Linked DNA regions of Hordeum vulgare: region 1 is linked to region 2. The links are chromatin contacts, called in public Hi-C maps. All regions are on one chromosome and are shown on one strand. The core of a region is the stretch at or near the end of the contact, and the rest is flanking DNA. Distances in the headings are between cores, read along the strand shown.

What was found. Hi-C and Micro-C count contacts between places; a contact is called where the count stands out from the background.
Region 1: a Hi-C map of seedling shows a contact between it and region 2, with 2.2 times the contacts expected there. The contact joins the enhancer-like site here to the promoter of LOC123448729 in region 2. A contact is called at or near these places in 1 of 6 Hi-C or Micro-C datasets (seedling) and 1 of 1 datasets of contacts at active chromatin or transcription factors (embryo).

Annotation. Positions count from the first base shown.
Region 1 is chr4H:400,216,032-400,222,023 of MorexV3_pseudomolecules_assembly, reverse strand. No RefSeq gene overlaps it. Among protein-coding and RNA genes, the nearest start is that of LOC123448729, 160 kb to the right of the region's middle. Within about 2 kb of position 4,468, at least 3 of the 3 cell types and tissues checked have open chromatin away from gene starts, as enhancers often do. A contact at or near this core is called in seedling, where this site is marked.
Region 2 is chr4H:400,059,794-400,066,192 of MorexV3_pseudomolecules_assembly, reverse strand. It overlaps LOC123448729, which reads left to right and starts at 4,839. Exons shown (of 3, transcript XM_045125714.1): 1 at 4,839-5,119; 2 at 5,216-5,451. The coding sequence starts at 4,922.

The DNA.
Region 1 (5,992 bases), core at 3,219-5,718, 160 kb before region 2:
GGACATGGGATAAGTCTTGCTAATAATAGTCATGTGAATTTGGTATTCGTTCCGTATTTTGATATGCTTTTTGTTGTCTTTTTCTCTAGTGGTGTTATGTGAACGTCGACTACATAACACTTCACCATATTTGGGCCTAGAGGAAGGCATTGGGGAGTAGTAAGTAGATGATGGGTTGCTAGAGTGACAGAAGCTTAAACCCCAGTCTATGCGTTTCTTCGTAAGGGGCCGATTTGGATCCACTAGTTTAATGCTATGGTTAGACGTTGTCTTAATTCTTCTTTCATAGTTGCGGATGCTTGAGAGAGGGGTTAATAATAAGTGGGATGCTTGTCCAAGTAAGGGCAGTACCCAAGCGCCGGTCCACCCACATATCAAACTATCAAAGTAACGAACACGAATCACATGAACATGATGAAACTAGCATGACCGAAATTCCCGTGTGTCCTCGGGAGCGTTTTTCCTCCTATAAGACTTTGTTCAGGCTTGTCCCTTGCTAAAAAAGGGATTGGGCCACTTTGCTGCACCGTTGCTACTACTTGTTACTTGTTACTTTTCACTTGCTACGTTTCACCTCACTACACCATCACTTGTTACTGCTACTTTCAGTGCTTGCAGTTATTACCTTGTTGAAAACCGTTTATCAGAGCCTTCTGCTCCTCGTTGGGTTCGACACTCTTACTTATCGAAAGGACTACGATTGATCCCCTATACTTGTGGGTCATCAGTTGTCATGAGACCTTTGATGTAAGGTACCTAGTGGATTTGATGGTTACTTTGATGCTTTTGCCTTGCTAACATGTGTGCCTCCTATTTTATTACTGTTTCGTAATATGTGTGCCTCCAATTCATCACACACAATTCATCACATAACACTATAAACTTACTTAACAAACAACATACAAGCCATGGTTCAAAGCTACAAAAGTAACCCATGATGAGATTCAAAGTTCACACATTGCAAGCCATATTTCAAAGCTTAAATAAAGATAATGACCCACGTGGTCATGTCACATCACAATTTACTCTTCATCACAAATACACTTGATCTCCTTCAGCTTCCTCTTGTTATTTTCACCTGCTTTCTTCGGGTTAGCAATGCAGCACTCCATAGCACACTTCTTAATGCTCTACTTCTCCTTGTATTTCATCATCTCAACAATGCATCCATCCAGCTTCTCCTTCTCTTTCTTCAGGTCAGCCCAGGAAAAACTTCAGAGACCTGTTATCAGTGCTCACCTTTTCCTTCTATTTAAGATGATTGTGCTTCATATTTGTAATGCAATTGCCTTGAGCAACATGATTGAACTTCAACTGGTCAACATCAGCCTTCAATGTAGTGATCTCACCATCCTTTGCAACAATTTGTTCATTCATGTTTCCCATGCTGCTGTCCACACTGATTGTAGTGTTCTCAACATCCTTCTGGTGACCTGGCTGTGGTAGGTTATCATGTTAATTAAGGAGGTTGTCCACATATTCCACAAGCTTCTCATAAGTCTCCTGCAACTTGTTTTTATGCTCTGTGAGATTGTGGACAATATATGAATGATCGAGGCATGCCATCCTATTATCATGCTTGCTTTGCTCATACATCAGCCAGAGTTTGTGAAGAGCATTCTACAAGTGCTCTATCCACGCCTCATCTATCCACTGAACTATATCACAACTGCTTGCCTGCCGCAAAACAAATAGTAGGAATTTACTTACTGTAAAGATGAACACTCAACAGTAAAGATGACCACTGAACAGTAAAGATGAATAGTGAACAGTGAAGATGAACACTAAACAGTGCATATGAACAATCCAACTATTCTGCTAAAAGTATTGGCTATTAACTAAAAAGGTAAAATTCGCTCCAACTTACATCCAGTGAACAAGCAAGGAACCTCCTCACAGTGCTAATCCCTTCGAATGCAACCAACTTCTTGGTCGGCTTGCCATGCTCACACATCACCATCAAATCATCATCAACACGAGCGTTCTTAGGGTCCTCGATTGTAGTTGGGATCTAGATTCAACATGCAAGTTCAAATCGTGCCAGACAGACCCAAAAAAGCCCCTATTCGAAACCCTAGATCAAACAGAGCCTAACCCTAGACATCACTGACCCTCGTAGAGAATCCGCATGAGAAGATGTATCGGGCGGCGGTGTGCTCCACCGCTCGGCTCAGCCCAACACGACCTGGTTAGTCGTGTGCTCCACGAGCAATCTGCATGCTGATGTTTAAATGATACACCGCTGCGCTGCCCTCCAATCTCGCTGAGCCGGCTTTAGCACATGTCGTACGTTGCTATCATGCGATCCTTTTCTTGGATCTCGCAACATCTTCAGGTTACTTTTTGTCTATTGTGACTCCACACTAATGATGATAATGACATCAAATCTTCCTCTTATAGATCAATTTCACGAACTTCTTTAAACCTTGCTCTGATACCACGTGTTAGAATAATTTCGAGACGCAATGTCGATCTATCGAGGACCAAGGAATCAAACAAGGCATGAAACCGAGATTTGTGAACGAGGTTCATCAATATGGCTACATCCTCGGGGCCTGATTAGGGGCACTCCTCCCCGTGACATCGTTACAATACTACACCCCAATCTCTCTGGCGCCGACACACGTCGTAGGTTTCCATGCGTGTTTGTGCTATTATGTTGGCATAATTTACATCGTGTCTCTACATTCTCATTATATAAGAGACCAAGGGTACAAGTGTCCTATTAGAACACGTCTCATGCCGTGTCTAAACATAATAAAACTAAAAGTCTAATTGTAACCTACCTTCTATAGAATATTTGAAATAACTCTAATAAGAAGTCCCGCATCCATCCATGGTACACCATCCAAGAAGTTGTGTCCAAGTATTGCATCCACTTGGAGCATCTAATCGCATAGTGGCCTAGCGCTGCACAAATTACTGAGCAAGTAAGTTGATCACTAGACGAATATGCTTTAGTTTTGTTATAATTAGCGAAACATGTATTATTTTGTTGATGGTTAGAGGAATATGCACTGTCTGTATTGTTTCACTTTGTAGCCTACTCATGCTTGTGTGGTGTACAAGAAGTTGGAGAAGAAGTCATTCACCGTCATGCATTGTTGGTTGAAGTTGAATGAACAACCGAATTGGAACCTTTTCATTGCCAAGACCGTCGTCCAAGCCAACAAAGAAGAAATCAATGACCTTATCGACCCAACCCAACAACCGTCGAAGAAGGTTAGAAGAAACCTGCGGGGGAGAAGTGGGAGGAGAGGGCAAAGCGAGACGGTACGATGACAAAATATGACGGAGAAGTTCGAGGACATCTTGACGAAGGAGCAGGCATGCATGAGGCGCTCGGAGAGCAAGGAGGAGGAGAAGGCGGAGTGGTTCAAGTAGTTGATGGACGCGACACACAGGAAGCTCGCTCTCAAAGAAAGGAGGACCACGCTTGAAGAGAGGAAGGCCGCGCTCGAGAAAAAGAGGGTGAAGATCGCCACCAATGCGGAGGACGCCAATATGTTGACATTCAATGTCAACTCTTGGGATGCCACTGTAAGAGTCATCGTGCAATCTTATCAGTACCAGATGTTGGAGCGATAGAAAGATGAGTTGGTGGCGACGACGAAGTATGAGGACGCGGCAGGGAGGACGAGGTGGCTGCCTACGCAGCTGCGACGACACCTCCTTTATCGGGGAGCAACTCGGTGGGATTGTCGGTTCGACAAGGAACAAATGCACGGACTGATGTTCTTTTGGAATCGGACATATAAAAACTAAGCAAATTTGCCTTATTTTTTTGTGATGGGGCATACAATCCACATGCAAGGCACTATGTGAATCAAATCGCAGTATATTTAAATTTAAATTTACTCATAAACATAGTACTAATTAGCGTTGAATATCGTCCTCGTGCATCCGTGTTCTTGGACTCACTACCCTCTGAGCGAACGAATACAGAAGAAAATTTACATTTTTTAACACATTGCAAACGCAAATGCTTATATACATGCACATACATTCATTTCTATGAACGTATACATGCACACCTTATCCTTATAAACACCTCCGACAGACTGAGCCGACATATCATCTTATGAAGCATATTGCTGAAAATCCTAAAATAAAGTCAGAAATAATGCAAGCACGAGGTCTTGAACCATCATAAGACGAGGATACCACTATCTCTCTAACCATTCAATTATATGTTAATTTACAAAAAAATATATTTTAAATTCTGATTACTCCATCCAAAAGGTTGTACATGGGATGGGTAGAAATAAAATAAAAGCCGTCACTGCCATGATTCATGGGTCTCCGCGGAAAGGACGGGTGACACCGCGGTCAGCTTCGTAGTAACGGTATACGACCCACGAGGGCACGAGCGTAGCTCAAGGACGAGACGCCACGTTCGCCCCCCACCTGCATCCGGTTTCCGCCACCCCGTCTACCCGGCCCACGTGCCGCCCGCCAGTTTCCTTCCGAAGCACGTCCACCTCGCACCGCACGGTCCCATGTGCCTGCCGCCCAACCGCACCCCAGGGGTCGGGTACCGTAGGAGTTGGCTTTGCCAAAAGTCTCTGTCGGTCCTGCCTCGTGAAATTCTTTCTGGTTGTAAATGTTGGTCCGTGTGGTCTCACCTGCCTGTCTGTGGTACCACAGTGATTGCGTGGGTTAACTTCCCTGACCCCGCTTCAACGTACCGCCACTACATAGTACTGATGTTAACGTGGCCTAGCCCGATTAGTATCGTCTGCCAGCACAAAATCACACTCCACGAACCGCAATAACGCCGAGCCGGGGCTGAGGAGGCTGTTGGGTGTGCAGTGTACATCGACGGCGTCATGCCCGGCCCGTGACGTTTTCTTAGGCTAGGCGCACTAAAACGGACTTTCTAGCATTCCACCTCGACCGATTGATCGTCACAGACCGTGACTCGCTAGATCACGACAGGACACCTTGCGAACAACACAACGTTGCTAGAGAAGTCAAGGGTGTGTTGGTAGTACGCAAAGGCAAACAAGAACCTGCAGGCAGCCATAGGAAATCCACCGTCGGGAGTCGGGCGTGAACTCGGCGGGCCGTGCGGTGCCATAGGAAATCCACCGGCGGGAGTCGGGCGTGAACTGGGCGGGTCGTGCGCACCGCACGGCCGCACATGCCATGTTTCGCTCTTTGCTTAGGCGCATCCACCGCAGGGTGGCGGGTTTTATATGGAAATAGACAGGCGTCGTTCCCGTTGGCAGATGAATCTTTCTTCAGACAATTTTTTTCGTGGAGCGAATATCTTTACTGCAGTACGTACTTCGGACGGCTCAATGCTCATGCCCTCCAGCTCCAGGGTCGATTTTATCTTTACTGTGTTGTTTATTATTTCTTCCATACAATATGGTCGAGTGGTCCTACGGCCCCGGCTAGATAGACGCTCTTGTCTTGCCTTGGCTTAAATATTCCATCAAATCAAATTTAAGAATGGCATCTCATACGATTGTCCACGCATCATGCACGTGCCCTCAAAAGAAAGAACAGGTGTGAATCACTCGGACTCAGACGCTCCGTTTGGATGTTGTATTGAGGGCCATATTTTAACTTTGGCACTCGGTAGCGTGAATATCGTTGTTTGGTTGCACAAGACATTCAATCGTGGAATCGATATCCATGTCTTGAATATTTGGCATTCGAGCCAATTCAGTGCCAAAACCTTCAATGTCTACATCCAAACAAAACGTAGAGTTATTCCTTCCTCCAGTTTTCAGCTAACGGTGTCGAATATCATATGGAAAGACATTTTTGGCGCATCTTAAATTTCAACCAACACATCTTTTTCTTGGAAAATTCTATATAGAAGCGCTGCACGATGGACATCCCGCGGCTTGGTTGTTCACTTTTGGCATGCATGCATACATGATGTCATCAGATTCGTTTTATATGATCGAAATTAAAAAACTTTTATCTCTTAAACCGTTAAATCGGTCGATGATCCGTTTTCGCCGTTGACTTTGTTTCG
Region 2 (6,399 bases), core at 3,590-6,089:
AGACAACCCAGCTTGAGAAGAGGAATGTGTCGAAGAGGGATTGGGCAAGTCCATCCCCGTTTCAGAGAGCGCGTCCTCCTCAGCGCAAGAAGAATGCGAGTGAGACCCGCTCAAAAAACAATGAGGACCGTATCTCCAAGAGGGGAAGGAGCAAGTGAAGTTGTTGTCGTTGAACTAGTTAAACTTTTAATATTGGCTTCGTAAAACTATTTGGTATTTGTTAAAATATTTGCTACATGAAACTATTTGCTACTATTTGGATGCGTGTTATGTTTTTTAGTTGAACTATTATTCGTATCGAGGTGTGATACATGTTATATTGTATTGATCTATATTTTTTTGTTCTTAAGTCTACAGTATTGCTTTGGTAAAAATTTGAAGACAAAATATAAGATGTATGCAAAAAATTGCACTATGATCACACCCTACCGCCAAGGTTCCTCACAGTAGGGTGGGCAATCCTACTGAAAAATATGTCAATTTCGGATTACAACAAGCAAAACTGGTATAAGACCTCCTACTGCCATGGCCCTTAGCGGTAGGCTGTGACAACCTACCGCTGAGTCCTTCGGTGGTAGGTCATTTGCCAAATCAACACAAGGTCGTTAGGAAGACGACTGCTACCGTTACCCTACCGCCAAAGCCTCTGACAATAGGCTATGTAACCTTACCGCCGTATCCTCTAACGGCATGAAAAAGATTAGGTGTCCAAATTTTTTTGAACCTGAATCAGATCCAACTAAATTTATTAAAAAGGATCAAAACACAAAATTTGAACTTGAATCAGATCCAACTGAAGTTGCTAAAAAGGATCAAAACACGAAATTTAGCCTTCTTCGAGCGGCAATCTCTTGGATAATTTTGCAAAAAGATCTCCGCACGACTGACATGTTGCTGCAACCCGGAAAGCGGAAAGCGGAAAGCAAACAAGTCTGCAGCATCGAGCGTGCACCGAGCCACCACTCACCCATGGACGGTGATTGCAGTTGTTACCTGCAACGAGACGCATAGGCGATAAGAAAGCAGCTCGTTTGCCCGTTGCACGCGGGGCCAACGCAATCCTTCGCCATGAGAGCGCCGACGCACTACGTATCCTAGCACTAAATTTAGATGGACAGATGCTGCTGCGTTGCGTGTGATGAGTGAATGGATGATGCACTGACACAACCTGGCTTAGTTACATGCAGGCATGCGACTGTGTACTACTCCAGCGTGCAAGGGAAGTTTACATGCAGGCATCCTTAGAGCATCGGCAAAGCCAAATACGGTGATACCCAGCGTTGTCCCGAAGTAACTAATGAGGCTGGAAACCCAACCGATAACGCACCCACTCGAGTCACATTTTGTGTGTGCGGTGTGTGTGTCAGCTTGTGCACGCTATTTACCGAGAACATAACATTGGTACATGGGACGTGGATTATCTGGTCCCGAGCTCATATCTTCTTAATAAACAGTAAAAACAATAAATTTTTAAAAAAATCTGTTTTTTTAGTACAAACTTTGACAAATGTTGCTTGCAAAGTTTATCCTGAAAATAACATTCGTGAAAGTCATGGTAAAAAAAGTTACACTCCAAAAATGCTATTTGCAAAAATACTTTGGAGTCTCTTTTTGTGCCATGACTTCCACGAATGTTATTTCTGGACGAACATTTACTCGCACTCAGAATATTTGTCAAAGTTTGCATCAAAAAAATTCAGAATTTTAAATTTTTGTTATCATTTTTTTCAGAATCTGCTGTTCATTCCAGACTCAAATATATGAACACATGAAACATATTAAATTTGCATAAACACAACCATGCATTAGTCATTAAGTGAGGAACATCTCACATATAATCGCTATAAGTAGGGTTCACAAATAAAAAGTTGCTTTGTATGACTATTAAGGAAGGTATTTCTCTCACATATGATTAAACTATCCATTGATGTGGGATTAGAATGTTTGGGGGATGTTGTGATGATCTATGGAGGGACTGAAAACAAGTCAAAATATGCTTTTATTGTTAGATAAATCATTAGAAGTATTGAGGAGGGAGATTCTTGCATTGTTCATACTCGTCGGAATTGTAATATGATTATTTATGCCTTGGCTAATTTTTAGGTTGCAACGCCGAACTATGATTTTGCTAGGCTCTTGTCCAAATGGTTGTAATATTTGATTTTGAGTAATGCAAGATTTATTTCGCAACAGAAAAAACAGTAGATTGCATACACCATGCAGCAATTAAATCTCACATGCTTCTACCAAAGGACTGCCATGTTTGGAAACAAAGAAAAGTAGCCGAGCCTGATGCACCTAGCCATTTTTTGTGGAGTGCATCACATTCATGGGACAAGAGTGTGTAATTAGTCAGGAAACATAATAAAGATATACTACCTACCACCATAGAAACAAGTGCGGGGATGTACATCAATCGGCCATTTTAATTTTGTTTGTTTTGTTAAAGACCAGACTGTTTTTTAATCCCTTTTCTCATTTCATTTTTCTGCCAGTTTAATTTACGATTTGAAAAAAAATCAGGAATACAAAACAAAAAATTGCGAATTCAAAAAATAAATTCATGTTTATTCCAAATATGATTTACAAATGTAAAAATATTTCCATTTTTAAAAAATGTTCGTGAACACAAAATATATCCACAATAGCAAAAATATTTAGAAATTCAAAAAAATGTTCGCGGATTTGAAACTATATTCGTGAATTCAAAAATATTAAGTAAAATTCAGAAAATCTTTGTGGATACAAAAAATGTTCATGAATTTAAAACTCATTTATTTGAAAAAAATTCACTAATTCAATATGTTTGCAAACTCAAATAATGTTCACGAATTTGAAAAAATTCCCATGAGTTAAACAGTTGTTCACAGATTTGAAAAACGTTCATGATTCCAAAATATGGTTATGAAAAATTATTTACGAATTAAAAATTTCATGAACTCAAAAAAAGTTCATTTAATAGAAAAAATGATCTTTAATTAAAAAAGTGTTTGTGAATTAAAAAATGCAAGCTCTGCAAAAAGTTTGTGGATAAAAGAAGTGTTCATGAGTTCGAAAAAATATTCATAAATTCAAACAATTTTGCAAATAAAAAGTTTGCGAATTCATATTTTTCATCAATCCAATACATGTGTACAAATTGAAAAATTATAGTCACAAATAAAGATGTTTCCAGATTTGGACAAATGTTCTTGAATCTGATAGATGTTCAAAAATTAAAATAATTTTCAGAAATATAAAAAATATTCCCTAATTCGAAGTAGATCCGGAATTTTGTAAATAGTCAAAAAAATTGTGAACTATTTAAAAAAGTAAAAATGGAGAAGGAAAAATAAATAAAGAAATAACAGAAAAGGGAAAATCAAATGAAAGAAGAAACTAAAAAATCGATTGAAAACGAGAATACCTGGGGAATAAACAATTTTCGGCCCAGGAATGTTCCAGGAAATGTCGGCCCTTTTACGTCAATTTGGCCGCGCCTCCCAGTTTAGCACAGAACTAACTGTGCCTCATTGGTTAGCAACGCTACGCACCACCCAATGGACCCGTGATCCATCCCTTGATACCCTCCTTTTCTCGTCTTTCTTTCGTTTTCTGTGCGCATTAATGGGCCAGACCGTAGATGTTATACTTAACGCCTGCATAGAGTGATATACTATGAGTATAATATCATTTGCGCACCAGGTGTTGACGAAGAGCATAGACTCTTGAAGATCCAAGGTCCCTTAGCTCTCAGTGCCAAAATGGCAGGCAGAGGCGTGGGGAAACACTACACTGGAGACAATGGATTTGTTTTTAGATTTGGACAAATCAGAGACAGGGGATTGAGATCCGGAACTCGTCCAGTAAAAGAAGTAGTCCATGGGCCGATGATCCTAGGCCTCCACATCGGCGTAACTCGTCCAGTAAAAAAAGTGTTCATGAGTTCAAAAAAATATTCATAAATTCAAACAATTTTGCAAATAAAAAACATTTGCGTATCCATTTTTTCCCTCAATCCAATACATGTGCACAAATTGAAATACTAGAATCACAAATAAAAATGTTTGCAGATTTGGACAAATGTTCTTGAATCTGGTAAATGTTCAAAAATTAAAATAATGTTCAGAAATATAAAAAATATTAACTAATTCGAAGAATATTCGGAATTTGGTAAATAGTCAAAATAAAAATAAAATCCATGAACTAATTCTTAAAAAAAAGGAAAAATGGAAAAGGAAATATAAAAATAAATAACAAAAAAGGGATGAAAATGGAAAATCAAAGGAAAGAAGAAGCTCAAAAACTGATTGAAAACAAGAATACCAAGGGAATAAACAATTTTCGTCCGAGGAATGTTCCAGGCATTGTCGCCCCTTTACCTCAATTTGGCCGCGCCTCCCAGTTTAGCACAAAACTAACAGTGCTTCATTGGTTAGCAACGCTACACACCACCCAATAACCCGGAATCAAAATCACTCAACGAGGAGTACTCATTTTAAAGACCACTCCCATCGGTCCCTTGATACCCTCCCATAGATGCTATCGTTAACGCCTGCATAGAGTGATATACATCATTTGCGCACTAGGTGTTGATGAAGAGCATAGACTCTTGAAGATCCAAGGTCCCCCTAGCTCTCAGTGCCAAAATGGCAGTCAGAGGCGTGGGGAAACCCTACACTGGAGACAATGGATTTGTTTTTAGGTTTAGACAAATGAGAGACAGGGGATTGAGATCCGGAACTCGGCCAGGAAAAGAAGTAGTCCATGGGCCGATGATCCCAGTCCTCCACATCGGCGTACCCCGGCCCATATTTCGCCCCTGAAGTTCACTCCCCCAGTTGCTGTCCAGATAAGGCTCTCTGGTCCGTACCTCATTCCCAGCTTCTTCCGCTCCTCTATCCTCTACGATTCATCAGTTGAGCTAGACCCCACCGAGCCAATGGTGGCTCCGGCGACGCTGTCCCTCCGCCCCTGCGCGACCCTCGCGCCGTCCAGGGCCGCGCACGCCCACGCCGGGTTCGCCCACACTAGCCGTCCAGCCCTCTCCGTCTCCTGCCCGCCGACGCGCTTCGAGACCCTCCGCCGCGCCGCTACCGCCGTGTCCGACCGGCAAGGCTCCGCAGAGCCTTCCGAGAAAGTAAGCATCGGCACACGCTTCCCGTGCCTCGCATTTCGCACCGGGCACCTGCTCAGTTCTGAGACGATGTGGTGGTGTTTTTTCTGTGCGCAGCAGGAGGACAAGCCGCGGACGTACTACTTCCTGGTGGCGAACGCCAAGTTCATGCTGGACGACGAAGAACACTTCCAGGAGCAGCTGCAGGAGAAGCTGCGGCTGTACGAGGAGCGCAGCAAGGAGCAGGACTTCTGGCTTGTGATCGAGCCCAAGTTTCTAGACAGGTTCCCCAACGTCGCCAAGCGGCTCAAGCGCCCCGCCGTCGCGCTCGTCTCCACCGACCGCAACTGGATCAGGTAAGTCGGGCGTCTCTTCAGCCGTCGTTGCAAGCTCGAGTAATGCTAATTGGCAGAGCCCCCCCAAGGGTATTATAAAACGCCAATGCATGCAGTCCCGGCAACACTCGCTTCTGTACTTGTCTAGATATATATAAGCCCCTTCAACGGAAATTCAGGTGGGGAAATTCTCCCTCCCGCTCAACATTGCAACAAACAACGGCGACGACGACAACAACAACTAAGCCTTTATTTAGTTCCAAACAAGTTGGGGTAGGCTAGAGCTGAAACCATAGGATCTCGAAACCAACTCATGGTTCTGTCCCCTGGATAGCTAACTTCCACCGTTCCACGCGCCCCTGAACATTACAATAACTAAATCATGGTAATACTTGTTTGTTGTTACTAGTAGGCGCTCCCTTCATTCTAGTTGCCTGCCTTGCCCATATGTCATTGACATCATGTCATGCACTGGAAGCCGGTATGCTTCCTGTTGCAAATGGCAAAACCATGCAGCGGTGCAGTCTTGTATCTGCAATTTGCACTGGATGCCTACTTGATGGCCTCCCATAATAATGTGCTTGCCATCAGCAAAGGCGCACACTTCAAACGTGTATATGTAGGTTGTTGACGAAAGAGGTGTGACAAAAGAAAAACACTGGTTCCGTTCAGATTCATGCAGTGCCCTTCCAGGCAAGTTCAGATTCAAGAATTGACGTGTCTACATATACCACGAGTCAATTTTGATCTGATGAATTGAGGGGTGGAAAACCTGATGTTTACCAATCTTACATGGAAGCTCAAGTCCAGGATGTAGTCTCATGCATTTCAGTAAGCCACATTTATAATTTTTCATCAGGATCCTGTTTCAATGCAGAAGTGCAATTTCTTATAAAATGAAGCCAATGAGGATACTTCTTCTGGTGATGCCTTTTTTTTCCTTTCTTTTTTCTTTTCTTTTCGGGCTTT